Regions from separate parts of the Mus musculus genome. Here regions 1 and 2 are each linked to region 3. The links are chromatin contacts, called in public promoter capture Hi-C maps. All regions are on one chromosome and are shown on one strand. The core of a region is the stretch at or near the end of the contact, and the rest is flanking DNA. Distances in the headings are between cores, read along the strand shown. Region 1 holds the start of Cfap77 (cilia and flagella associated protein 77). Region 2 overlaps Cfap77 (cilia and flagella associated protein 77). Region 3 overlaps Ddx31 (DEAD/H box helicase 31).

Evidence for each region. Promoter capture Hi-C pulls out the DNA fragments that hold promoters and counts their contacts. Capture Hi-C pulls out chosen DNA fragments and counts their contacts.
Region 1: a promoter capture Hi-C map of liver shows a contact between it and region 3, with 3 times the contacts expected there. The contact joins the promoter of Cfap77 here to the enhancer-like site in region 3. A contact is called at or near these places in 7 of 39 promoter capture datasets (the 3T3-L1 cell line, the C10 cell line, embryonic stem cells and 3 more), 1 of 15 datasets of contacts at CTCF or cohesin (the NIH/3T3 cell line), 13 of 115 datasets of contacts at active chromatin or transcription factors (the 230-238 cell line, bone marrow-derived macrophages, cardiomyocytes and 10 more) and 4 of 9 other capture datasets (adipose tissue, embryonic stem cells, liver and 1 more).
Region 2: a contact with region 3 is called in a promoter capture Hi-C map of liver, with 2.1 times the contacts expected there. The contact joins two enhancer-like sites. A contact is called at or near these places in 1 of 484 Hi-C or Micro-C datasets (centrocytes), 2 of 115 datasets of contacts at active chromatin or transcription factors (embryonic stem cells and trophoblast stem cells) and 2 of 9 other capture datasets (adipose tissue and liver).

The regions. Positions count from the first base shown.
Region 1 is chr2:29,052,869-29,056,899 of GRCm38.p6, reverse strand. It overlaps Cfap77 (cilia and flagella associated protein 77), which reads left to right and starts at 1,834. Exons shown (of 6, transcript NM_001166705.1): 1 at 1,834-2,086. The coding sequence starts at 1,892.
Region 2 is chr2:29,032,617-29,036,868 of GRCm38.p6, reverse strand. All of the region lies in intron 1 of Cfap77 (cilia and flagella associated protein 77), which reads left to right. Among named protein-coding and RNA genes, the nearest start is that of Cfap77, 20 kb to the left of the region's middle. Within about 2 kb of position 1,763, at least 12 of the 459 cell types and tissues checked have an H3K27ac peak or open chromatin away from gene starts, as enhancers often do. A contact at or near this core is called in liver, where this site is marked.
Region 3 is chr2:28,879,410-28,883,416 of GRCm38.p6, reverse strand. Ddx31 (DEAD/H box helicase 31) reads right to left here. Exons shown (of 20, transcript NM_001033294.3): 17 at 2,193-2,274. Among named protein-coding and RNA genes, the nearest start is that of Barhl1, 35 kb to the left of the region's middle. Within about 2 kb of position 1,251, at least 16 of the 459 cell types and tissues checked have an H3K27ac peak or open chromatin away from gene starts, as enhancers often do. A contact at or near this core is called in liver, neural progenitor cells and pancreatic islet, where this site is marked.

The DNA.
Region 1 (4,031 bases), core at 585-3,084, 170 kb before region 3:
TGAGTATTTTCTTTCGTATATCTTTGTATGGCATGTATGCACCTGGTGCCTCTTGGAGGCCAGGATTACTGATGGTTGTGATGCATTAACTGGGTACTGGGAATTGAACCCAGGTCCTTGGCAAGAACAGCAAGTCTTCCTCAGTCCTGAACCATTTTTCTTGTCCCCCTGCCCCCCCCCCAATTTTTGACTTTCTGGTAGGATTGAATTTTTTTTAATTAAAAAAAAATTGTGTTGTAGGTTAATAGATCCTTAAGGATAATCTCAGATGCCATTTCCAACTGGGTCTTTATATTTGTTTATTTGGTATGTGTGTGTGTTCATGTGTGCCACAGCATTCTCGTGCAATTCGGGGGACAACTTGGAATGGGTGGGATCTCTTTTCACCATATGGGTCCTGAGAAACAAACTGGGTTGTCAGGCTTAGAGGCAGGTGCCTTCACACCCCGAGCCATCTCCCCGGCCTTATTTTCAGATATTCTTACTCAGTGAACCAAACCTGATGATCTTTTTCAGTTTCCCTCCATTTGATTCCAGAGTCAGACACTATTGATCTAATCCATATTTTTTTTTTCTTTCGAGGTGGGAGGAAGTGTCCAACAGGGAAACTGGCTTGGGACCACCCACTGAATTAGCATTGACCTCAAGCCTAAGAATGCATATTTCTATTGCAGTACGACTGTGTTAGTACCATATCCCAGAGAGAGAGAGAGAGAGAGAGAGAGAGAGAGAGAGAAGAAGAAGAAGAAGAAGAAGAAGAAGAAGAAGAAGAAGGAAGAAGGAAGAAGGAGGAGGAGGAAGAAGAAGAAGAAGAAGAAGAAGAAGAAGAAGAAGAAGAAAGGAAGGAAGAAGAAGGAGGAGGAGAAGGAGGAGGAGAAAGAAGAGGAGGAGGAGGAGGAAGAGAAGAAGAAGAGAAGAAGAAAAGAAGGAGAAAAGAAGAAGAAGAAAGGAAGGAAGAAGAAGGAGGAGGAGAAGGAGGAGGAGAAAGAAGAGGAGGAGGAGGAGGAAGAGAAGAAGAAGAGAAGAAGAAAAGAAGGAGAAAAGAAGAAGAGAAGAAAAGAAGGAGAAAAGAAGAAGAAAAGAAGAAGAGAAGAAGAAGAAAAGAAGGAGAAAAGAAGAGAAGAAGAAAAAAGGAGAAAAGAAGAAGAAAAGAAGGAGAAAAGAAGAAGAAAAGAAGAAAAGAAGAAGAAAAGGAGAAAAGAAGAAGAAAAGAAGAAGAAGGAGAAGGAGGAGGAGGAGGAGGAGGAGGAGGAGAAGAAGAAGAAGAAGAAGAAGAAGAAGAAGAAGAAGAAGGAAGAAGAAGAAGAAGAAGAAGAAGAAGAAGAAGAAGAAGAAGAAGAAGAAGAAGAAGAAGAAGAAGGAAGAAGAAGAAGAAGAAGAAGAAAAGATTCCCTTGGGAGGGAACTGTAACTAGAGTAGGGTAGTTAGAGGGTGGAAGCCAAGGATAAGTGATCCTCTAAAACCTCTTCTCTTTTAACACAACCTAGATTTGATTCTTGGGTTTTTCTATGTTGATTTGAGACAGGTCTAAAAGGTCTCTGTGGTTGCTAAGAATTTCTAGAAAGAAAACCGGAAGCTCTTGAGCTGTTGGCGTCTTGTCACCAAGGAGACGGGACGTTCCATTTTTCCGAAAGGGGTAGTGTAGACACTCTTCCCTCTCTCAGTCTGCTGCGAGGTGCCCAAATCACTCCGAAGAACTGGCGGGGTTTAAGCTTTGGACAGAGGCTCCGCAGGTGGGCGCGCTCTGCTCCGGAGCCTGCCTTGCCGCGAGGTGCACCCCAGGGTCCCCGTGGTGCAGCCCGGAGCGCGCGCTCGCTCGGGGCTGGAGTCCTCAGACAGCGCAGAACTCTGTGGGCTTTGCAGCCAAGGTCTAATCCCGGAGGCCCCTGGGATGCCTGATCCGGCGAAACCCGGGAAAGACCTCACGGCATGGAAAAAGAAGAAGCAGCCCGTGCATCGCACGGTCAGCCAGATCTGCCCGCCGCCCCGACGGCCGCTGACGGTGGTCGACATCCGTACGGGCATGGAGAACGAAAGGCTGGGGGTCGTGCGTGACTCCATGTTTCAGAACCCGCTCATCGTCAAGGTGAGCGCCTGGGCACGATCATCCCCTCCGCGGGCACCGACGCCGCCGATGGGTTCCAGCTGCTGAACTCTCGGGACCCGGGGCCCAGGGTTTGGGCGCAGTGTAGGAAACTTGCTCTGGGTGAAACAGGCCTCCTGGACCCTCTGCAGTCGTAGCCAGTCCAGGAACCTCAGTGTCCTCAAGTGGCACACGTTAGCGGGGTCTTTCCCCACTACTGGGAAAGACTATGGATAGGGCAATCTCTACCGGGCTCGTACCCACAGGGTGACAGACAGGTCTCAGGCACCCATCCATGCCCTTGCCACCCAAGATCCATCTTCCCCAGCACCTCTGGTCTACTATGCAGCAGGTGCTCTGGGACTGACTGTCGGGAAAGTATCACAACACCATCTTAAGTGTGCTGGGGGTGTGAGATTCAAAGCCCTCTAGGAGGCGTGGCTGGCACTTGCGTGGGAGCAGCGTTTATAGACAGATCACTTTCCCTTTCGGTGCTGGTCCTCCGCACTTTTGTCTGTTTTCCTGTCTGGCTAAAAACTACACTTGGGCCGGGCGTGGTGGGGCACGCCTTTAATCCCAGCACTTGGGAGGCAGAGGCAGGCGGATTTTTGAGTTCGATACCAGCCTGGTCTACAAAGTGAGCTCCAGGACAGCCAGGGCTATAGAAAAACCCTGTCTCGAAAAACAAAAACAAAAACAAAACCCAAAAAAAACCTACACGTGGCCGTGGCTCTGCCTCTTTAGGCGCCGGGAGACCGAAAAAGTAAAGTTGAAGTTTAGTGGCGCAAATTTATCTTGTGCCGCTAGAGGGCAGTGTGCTTCTAAAAATTGACCTCGGTTTCCAGGTTCCATAGAGGTATGGGCATGCTGATGGGTTCTTTGACTATAGGCAGACCTATATTGTTAGACCTTTCTGGGCTAATTAATGCTCCCAGGAGGACAGAAGCTAGATACAGGGAACCCATGAAGCAGCATCCTTAGCACTGGCCCCTCTGAGATGTTTCCACAGTGGAACAAGTTTTGCTTACTTCTTGGATTCCTGATCTTAGCAGGTACCTGGGACAGAGAGTTGGAATTCACTGCCTTAGGCCAAGGAGGAAATCAAGGCCTATCAGTGCCTATCAATGGGTGTCCTGATAAAATTCCAACAGTGCTTTTATCTATCTATCTATCTATCTATCTATCTCCCAAATGCTGCCCTCTCCCGACCCCTGTCCTCCCTCGAAGAGTTCCTCTCTCTTCCCCTCCCCTCTGAGAGGGCAGTCCCCCCTCCGTATCTCCCTGCCCTGGTGCATCAAGTCCAACATTGCTTTAATCAGGTGTCACTAGTGTGCAGCTCCTTATATGAGAGGAAGGGCATTATAGAGTCACTTCCACAGTGAATTCTTGTGTAACGTTCACTCCAGGTGGCACATATATAACTGCATGCACTTGTATATATATAGGCCACACATGTGTTATATATTGCTCACTATATGTTTAGCATTTGTATGTAGGTGTATAAACTACAATGTGTGTAAATACAATATGTGAATGCCGCCCCCCTTCCCCTTTGCCTTCTCCCTGGTTAATCAAGGGCAGCATTTGGCCTGTAGGTGGCGCTAACTTAACAGCCTCCAGGAGGAATTCCATCCTTGTTTCTAGAGCTGGAGTTTAGAATGATCATGTTTTTAAAAATATGAGTGATGATTGCTCCACCAGTGGGGTTCTGTTTTCAGGCTGTCCTGGTCCCTGGTGACCAATGGCAGGGGCCACATCCTGATGCGCTTTGGTGACAGGGCTTGGGACACTCTGGTACAAGTGGCACCAGGGGGCAGTCTTTTCCTCCAATTGTTTTTGGTGTTTGAAACTCAGCTAACTGTTAGGATGATGATGTCCGCATTCAGTATTTACCCCTTCCTGTAAGATCTTCCGTCAAAACTCAGCCTGTATAAAAGTTGCCAGAGAG
Region 2 (4,252 bases), core at 514-3,013, 150 kb before region 3:
GGACATTCTCTCAGGCACGTTGGGTTAGGCCACACCCTAAAGCATCGAGAGCTCAGACGTCAGAATACAAGCCTCAGAACGCAGGTCATCCCCCACACTCTCTTCATTTCCTGTAAAGGAAAGGTGGGACACTGTGGCTGTCCCTGGTAGTAAGGCTCCTTCCAGACACACTCAAGGCTACAAGCACCTGTCTCCTCTGTCCTCATATGCATCTCCTGCCAGGGAAGCTGTGCTGGTGGCTTGTCACCTCCACTTACTTACTTAGACATTGTCCCATGTCCCTCAGATTGGCTTTGAACCCTCTATGTAGCAGAGGGTGACCTTAAGCTTCTCATCCTCCTGCCTCCGCCTCCTGAGTGCTGGGATTACAGGCATGTGCCACCATTCCTAGCTTTCCTGGGTGCTGGGAATGCAGTCCAAGCTTAGTGCATGCTTGCCAAACACTCTGGCAGCTGAGCTGCACCCCCAGACCTTCCATATATTTTAAAGAATATCAGGGGCTGGAGAGATGGTTCAGTATTTAACAACACTGGCTGTTCTTCCAAAGGACCTGAGTTTAATTCCTAGCACCCATGTGACAGCTCACAACTGTTTGTAATTCCAGTTCCAGGGGATCTGAAACCCTCACACACAGACATACATGCAGGCAGAACACCAATGTAATAATAAAATAAAAATAAATAAATCATTAAATAATATTTAAGCTAATTGTAATCCTTACATTGTATACAATGTAAACGCTAAGTAGATAGTTGTTTAAGGAATACTGATTAAAACAAAAAACTTGTCTACGCATGCTCATGACAGGCCATGATATTTTCTATCATCTAGCAGTTAAATCTGTAGCTACAGAACCCTTGGATAGAAGAGGTAGAGTCCATTCCCTCCCCAGCACTCCCCTGTTGCAGAACTTTAAACCTTGACACCACGGTCACTCAGACTGACCACCCAGCTATCACGAGCTAGTCACTCATTAACGGCCAGACTGCTGTCCCTGCCTGATGTGGCTTCTCTACCCACTGCTGTGCCCTCTGGGGCTCACGGTACGGCTCTTCAGGCATCCCGTGAAAGCCGTCTCATCTCTCTCCCTGCAGTCTTTCCCCACCCTGCTCTCAGTCATCTTGGGCCTGTAATGTTCTAACCTGCATTTCTCTCATTGTTCTTCCCATCACATTAAAAGTCTGCTTTGGGTGGTACCTTGTGGGCAGAAGCTGTGTCCTCTTGATTTTTTTTTTTTTTTTTAAAGATTTATTTATTGATTATATGTAAGTACACTGTAGCTGTCTTCAGACACTCTAGAAGAGTGTCTTCAGACACTCTAGAAGAGGGAGTCAGATCTTGTTGGGGATGGTTGTGAGCCACCATGTGGTTGCTGGGATTCGAACTCTGGACCTTCGGAAGAGCAGTCGGGTGCTCTTACCCACTGAGCCATCTCGCCAGCCCGTCCTCTTGATTTTTGCACCCCCTATGCCCACAGCGATTGGCATAAAGTAGGTGCTCAATAAATGCAGAATGAGTGAATAAACAGATGGTTTAATGAGTACCTGGGAGACTGTTTCCTAGTAGACAGTAGCCTTGGCATTCCTACAAATGTCTAGGTTTGTTTTCAACCCAGACTTAAGGCCCTTTTGTTTTAAGACTTAAAGGAAGGTTCTCTGTGAAGGAAGGCACAGTCAGCTTTACACACAGGTGGGTGGAAGCATTTGCATTTGGGCTCACCGAGACATGTGTAGTTCTGTGCTGTTTACACACAGTCCACATCAATAGTACCGTGCTCTCCTGCCTTTTGGCGCCCGGTAGCAGTGGAAGTGCTTACAGGCTGGGGCCCTCTGTGCCGGTTGAGCATTGAACGAGGAAATCCAAACAAGGACTTTGAAACCATGGTCAGGGCCCCTCTTCAGACCCCTGCTCTGCCTAAACAGTCCAGGACACAAAAGGAAAATCAGGAGGCACGGCTAGTCTCAAGTAGAATGGGGTCTTTAGTAACAGGATACTGAGCTGTTTGATAAAGCCCAGTATTGCGTGTTAATCAGACTTGAATGCACAGAGAAAGAACAGCGTTTGAAGGTGCTTGACTTGGACTGGGAGGACCCCTGGGCTCTGTCACCTCGCAGGTGGTATCTTGGGCTGTGATGCTCTGTCATTGTGCAGGGTAATCCTGGGAACAGCAGGTGGGACGGCCACCAGTGCAGGACTTTTCAATCCCATTAATTAAACCACTCCTCCGTCTGCCCTCGAAGGCTCGAGAGACTATGAGTGGGCTAATGACAGCGTCTCTGCCATTCATCCACTTATCTATTCACCTAATGTCATTGCTTCTATTTGGGTGTCCTGATAGAAAAACGTTTACTTGGAGGCCTGCTCCCCTTCACCACGGCTCTGCACAGCACAGGCCACAGAGCGTGCTGATCACTAGTGACCCAAGTTTGACAACCGTTGTCAATAACAACAGTTGTAAGGGTTCTAGAAAAGCCCTCGTTCATGTTGAACTGAATAAACATCTTCTGGGTCCTTTCCAGTTATCCACTTCCCTAACATCAAGAGGCCCCAGTTACTTCTGAAAGCCCGGCTCCCCTCGTGGGTGGCCCGTCAGACCATGAAAGACAAGCTCTTTATTGGAAGGGGGTTGGTAAGATGGGAGAAGCTCTTCAGCATTCCGTTCTGATGAGAAAGATGGAGAGAGTCCGGTTAGTATGGAGTTTAAGGGAGTCTCACGTGCCTACCTCTTTCAATCAATGTTCCCTCCATGCTCCGGGACCCACGCAAATCCACCCCTCCTTCCTTTCCCTTGTCCAGTACATAGTGAGTGGTGATGACGTCACTAGCTGAGGTCATCCGGCATTCTAAAGGGAGGGATGGAAATGAACACAGAAGACCCTGGAGAACACTTAATTTCCCTCTCTTGGGAGCCATTTAAATGCCTGTAGCTCTTGATCTATGGGTGGAGCCTTAGGAAAATCTCCCCTATCCATGCTGGGATGTCAACAGAACTCACTTAACTGGTAAAAATGCCCAGAACTGTGGGGTGTCCACCCCTAATTGATATGTCTGCAACACAACCCATACATTGGAGGCTTAGAGAACAGTGCAGAAGGTTGCAGAAAGGTTGTAAGGCCCAAGGCCGGACCTCCACCAGGAGGCAGAACTGATACTTGAGGGAAGCTGTACCCAGACTGCATCTTGAGCCCTGCAGGTGTGTGGACTGTCTGTTCTCATAAACACCTCCTGGGGGCTGGGTCTTTCTTCCATAGCAAATATATCTGGTGGCTTGGACTTTTTAGCCGCAAACCCTGTGCGTTCAGTTCAAAATAGCTGTTGAGTCCAGACTCCTTGCTTTGAAGCTTGCAGAGACCACTGGTCCCACCTTTTTCTTTACGCACCCTCCCATCCAAAATACATACCAGGGGTTGTGGGACAGCTCACCTTTGTTTTCAAACTGAACTGTAGAAAGCAGGCACCCCTGTACCTGTCATTTGCATATGGTTTCTTTGGGAGCATTGAGAAAGGTGGCTGTGGGCCTAGATATTTCCATGCAGCTCTGCTCATTATTTACACAGTCAAGAAGATATTTCAGTAAAAATGCGCTGGGCTCTGAGTGACAAGGTATCTCTCTGCAGTGCAGGGTTCAGGGAAATTGTAGTGAAGTTGACAGCTTTTTAACGTACAGCCGCTATTCCACTGAAATACGGTGTGTTTTTATTTTGAAAGTACAAGATGACCTATTTATTAGCTGTGATTCCAGCTGAGTTTACACGCTCAGAAACACAAAGGGAGACGAAGAGCTTGTTTCTTTGGGGGGCCACAGATTCCCACTCCCCTCTCCTCCCGCCGCACAGAAGAAAACATCGAAAAAATGGGTGTTCTGAATTGGAGTGGACGGCTTCTCCTTGAAATGACAGCTTGCTGTGGAATCACGGGAAAAAGTTGCCAATTACCTTAATCAGCTTTCTCCAAGAAACAACAAGAAAGAGCTTAGTGGCCTCCGTGGGAGGAGAGAGTGAGCAGGGACTTGGAGGGAGACAAACACCAGGTTCAAAAGCTCAGAGCACACTTGAAAGCTGCTGTTTGTTTTAAAAACAAGGCTGGGGTGGAGGTGTGTGTGGGGTGCTGTCTGGTATGCCCAGTATCTGCTCCTTCAATGGTAGACATCAGACCAGGGGCTTACATACTCTGAGCCGGGTTACAAACATGAAATCCTAGCCCTGACCCAGCAAAGTGTCTGATGCATTTCTGTGCACAAGCACTGGGCTGG
Region 3 (4,007 bases), core at 2-2,501:
GCAGCAAATTATAAAATTATAAAAGCATTCAATTTATTCCTGCCAAAAGGTGGGAGCCTAGGGTGAGGCGATGATATGGTCTCTGCTCTGGAGAACGCTCACTGTTTGAAAGCATGCCAGGCTCTTTCTGCCTCATTTCATTCAACCCCCAGGCAACCCTCAAATATGGGCACTCTCATAATCTTTCTGCAGAAAGGAAGACTGAGTTCCTGCCCAAGGCCACAGAGGTACCAGCTGTAAGGCAAGGACTCAAGTCCTGGCTCACTCGACTCTTACGACTCTTGCCCAGAGAGTCTCTTACAATGGCTCTCAGGGCTCAGGACGTCTTTGAGGCTGGCCCCCAGCCAGGAAGAGGCTTAAGGAGAAGGCCACAGAAGGGCAGATGTTAAGAATGACATGGCCAGTTGCTGAAAGGACAGAGGGAAATGCAGCTGCTCTGCTCCTTCCCTGGGGACACGGGTGCTGTTCAGACTTACACAACAATCACAGCCCTGGGGAAAAGTCTGAATTCAGGGATAAAGACTACTCAAACCAAAGCTGGTCTCAGAAACAAGCTACAGAAGGCTAAGTTTGATCCAACCTTTAGAATTTCATCTTGTCATTTTCCAGCTGGTTCTCATTTCTGGACGGCAGGCGGATACTCATGATCCATTTATTTATTAGGATACAGCACCGGTGGCACAGTGTGCAACTACAGTGCTAGCCTTCTGTGCCTGCAGTAGTACACTGGGTGTTTACTCTGCAGTAGTACACTGGGTGTTTACTCTGCAGTAGTACACTGGGTGTTTACTCTGCAGTAGTACACTGGGTGTTTACTCTGCAGTAGTACACTGGGTGTTTACTCTGCAGTAGTACACTGGGTGTTTACTCTGCAGTAGTACACTGGGTGTTTACTCTGCAGTAGTACACTGGGTGTTTACTCTGCAGTAGTACACTGGGTGTTTACTCTGCAGTAGTACACTGGGTGTTTACCCTGCAGTAGTATACTGGGTGTTTTAGGGTTGTTTCTTACACTACCTCATTCTCTCCTTTGAGTGACTACTGTATATCTCAATTTTACACATGAAGAAGCCTAGGCTTGCAAAGGCCCAGAGTTTCCCAGAGGCACCCAGCTGAGGAGTGTGAGCCAGGGATCACTCCTCTGTAACTCCCAAGCTCCCTGCTGACACTGTGGAGCTGGACTGGAACCACGGTGAAGTAGCCAGAGCAACATTAAAACATAAACACTCTAAACACAAGAGTTACAGAATAACTGACGTGTGCAAAGACAGTGCATCTGTGCCAGCCGCTCAGCCTCTTAGAAAGGGACTGAGAGGCTCACTCTAGTGTGGCAAGATGTTTCACACAGAAAGTCACTGAATATAGCTTGCTGATGAAAACTCCCTCAAGTGTGCTCTGGAAAAGAGCTGAAGCCAGGGCCAGATAAATCTAGCCCCTGCCTCAAACGAAGTATCGATTCAAATAAAGGCACCTGAGACATGATGGAAATATCACAGCCTGATCTAAGTGGGTCTGATTTTCCCACTCTATCATCAGGCCTAAGAAAATAAATGTAAAATATTCACATAATTAGTCAAATCATATAGAGCAACACACATGTGCACATAGCATACTAAGCAATGGACTAGAGGGGCAGGGCCGAGCTAGAGGCAGCAGGGAGGGGCTGCTGCTCAGGCCTGCGGGCACAGCTCGGTATCTCCATATGGAGCTGCATGGATAGTAAACATTTTTCTTCTTAATGATCTCAACTTTATTCTTCCTCTGTAGACAGTGCAGTCACATTAAAAATGGGGAACCTAAGTATGTCTGAGAGACAGACAGCGATATTTATTTCTTCCCCCGTGCTATACGGATGAACAGGTCTAGCCAGTGGTCCTTGCTGATGATCTGGAGAGGGGCCACCACCTGGGTGAACTTACACTGCTGGCTCCAGACTCAATGCCCTAGACCTCCTTTCTGCAGAGCCTGCTGCTGCCTGGCAGGCCTCCAGAATGGACTGGTGCCCATTAACAGGATGAGACTAGCAAACATCCAGAGGGAAGAGAAGGGAAAACAAAACAAAACAAAACAAAACAAAACACCACAATCAAGGTCTAACTTCATCTGATGTTCATGGTCCTTGGAATGTACATTCTGTTTGGCAGAAGACACAGTGCACACATAAAGTCTCCATCAAGATATGAAGCACTCACCTGGGCTCCCCTTTGTCTCCTTTTAAAACAATCATCCTTTGCCAGGACAGCCAAAATATCTTCCATCTTAATCTCACCAACACTGTAAGGGGAAGAGCACAAGAAAGTCAGCCTTTTCCTTTCCCAGAGATAGCCCAGATTCTGACGTATAAAACCAGTCCATTCTGAAACGAGACCCGAGGACATGCAACATCTGAGGAAGGGGACAGCAGGCTAGAGAATACCTCAGCTGGTACAGGAACTTGCTACCAAGCCTACAGCCCGACTTCAACCACTAAGACCTTGAAGAAGAGAAGTGAATCTCACAGTTGCCCTCTGACCTTTACACTTTTACCTCCCCAATACAAAAAACTGTCAAGAAGAAGAGGATCTCCTCCCCCTCCTTTTTGTTGTTTGTTTGTTTGTATAGCCCTGGCTGTCTTGGAATTCACTCTGTAGACCAGGCTGGCCTCAAAACTCATAACAATCTTTGCCTCCTGAGTACTGGCATTAAAGACAGGTAATTAAAGATAAAGGCATTAGGAAAAAGGAAAGGTGGGCAACAGGCCAAGTCAGCCAGTGTCCCTGCTGCTGGGCCTAAAGCAGGTTACCTCACATGGGGGTCTTCCTTGTATCTGCCCATCCATCTTGCCTTCATTTTCCTTTCTTCATCCCCCCCTTTGAGGCAAGATCTCATGTACCCTAAGCTGCTGGTCTCTCATCATGGAACCAAGGCTGTTCTAGATCCCCCTGCCTCCATCCAGTGCTGGGGTTACAAGCAAATATCACCATATTAGGCTTCTACCATCTCCCCTTCCTTTATTTGTATGTGTTTGTGTGTGTACATCGGTACACACATAATGTGACTTATGCATGGTAATCAGAGAGTAACTTCAGGAGTGAGTTCTACCATGTGGGTTCTGGGTATGGAGTCAGGTCAGCTGCCTTGCCAGCCCTCTGCCATTGCTTCATCCTAAAGCGTAGTTACCAACACAGTAGGCTTATTTCTTGACATAATTACTTGAACAGGCAAGAATATCATTTCACATAGGCTGCTGTGCAAGATCCTTAACTACTGGACAAGGTCTGCAATGACAGTGGTAAGTGTCCTGGCTCTAGAGAATCTTTGATGCTCTGGTCTCTAAACCATTCAGGAATGAAGACCAAATGATCCCCTAAGACCTGTAGCCACAAGAAAACTGCTGAAGGCAGAAATCAAAACAAGGGAGCATTACTGGCCTCTGGGAAGAGCATGGCAGGCTCCAATGCACTTGGCAACTACAAGGTCATGGCTCTAGAACTGGGGAGCAACACAGAGGCACAACTAGAGACAGGAAATGTGAAAGGCTAAGCTCATGTTCCAGAGGAACGGGAAGGAGAAGCTCCAGGGGAGAGAAACAGATCATGAAAAGACAAATGATTTTGTAGTATATTTTCTATCTGTTTTTTGAAAATGTTAATAGCAAATTAAACCACAAATGGAAACCTCTTTTGGGTGAAGACAATTCTCTCTCCCCAGTGGTTACTGTGACAAGGCTGTGAATGAAACTGCCACATCTGACAGCTACTCACCTGAGACCTGTCAACTCTCCTGAGCCAACCCTACCCCACCCCGCCCCGAGCACCCACAGACACATGAAGGAGAGATTCCGTTAAAGCAGGGAGAGGTAGCTTCAGGAGTGAAGGGCTGGGAAGACAGAAAGACAGAAGGAAAGGGCAGGACATTCCTTCCCCCAGAAGCAGTTTCTCCCAACCCGTGAAAGACAGAGACATATATATGGTGGCTGACTCTGAGGATGGGACAGGGGCACTTGTCCCACGTGACTCCTTTGTGTC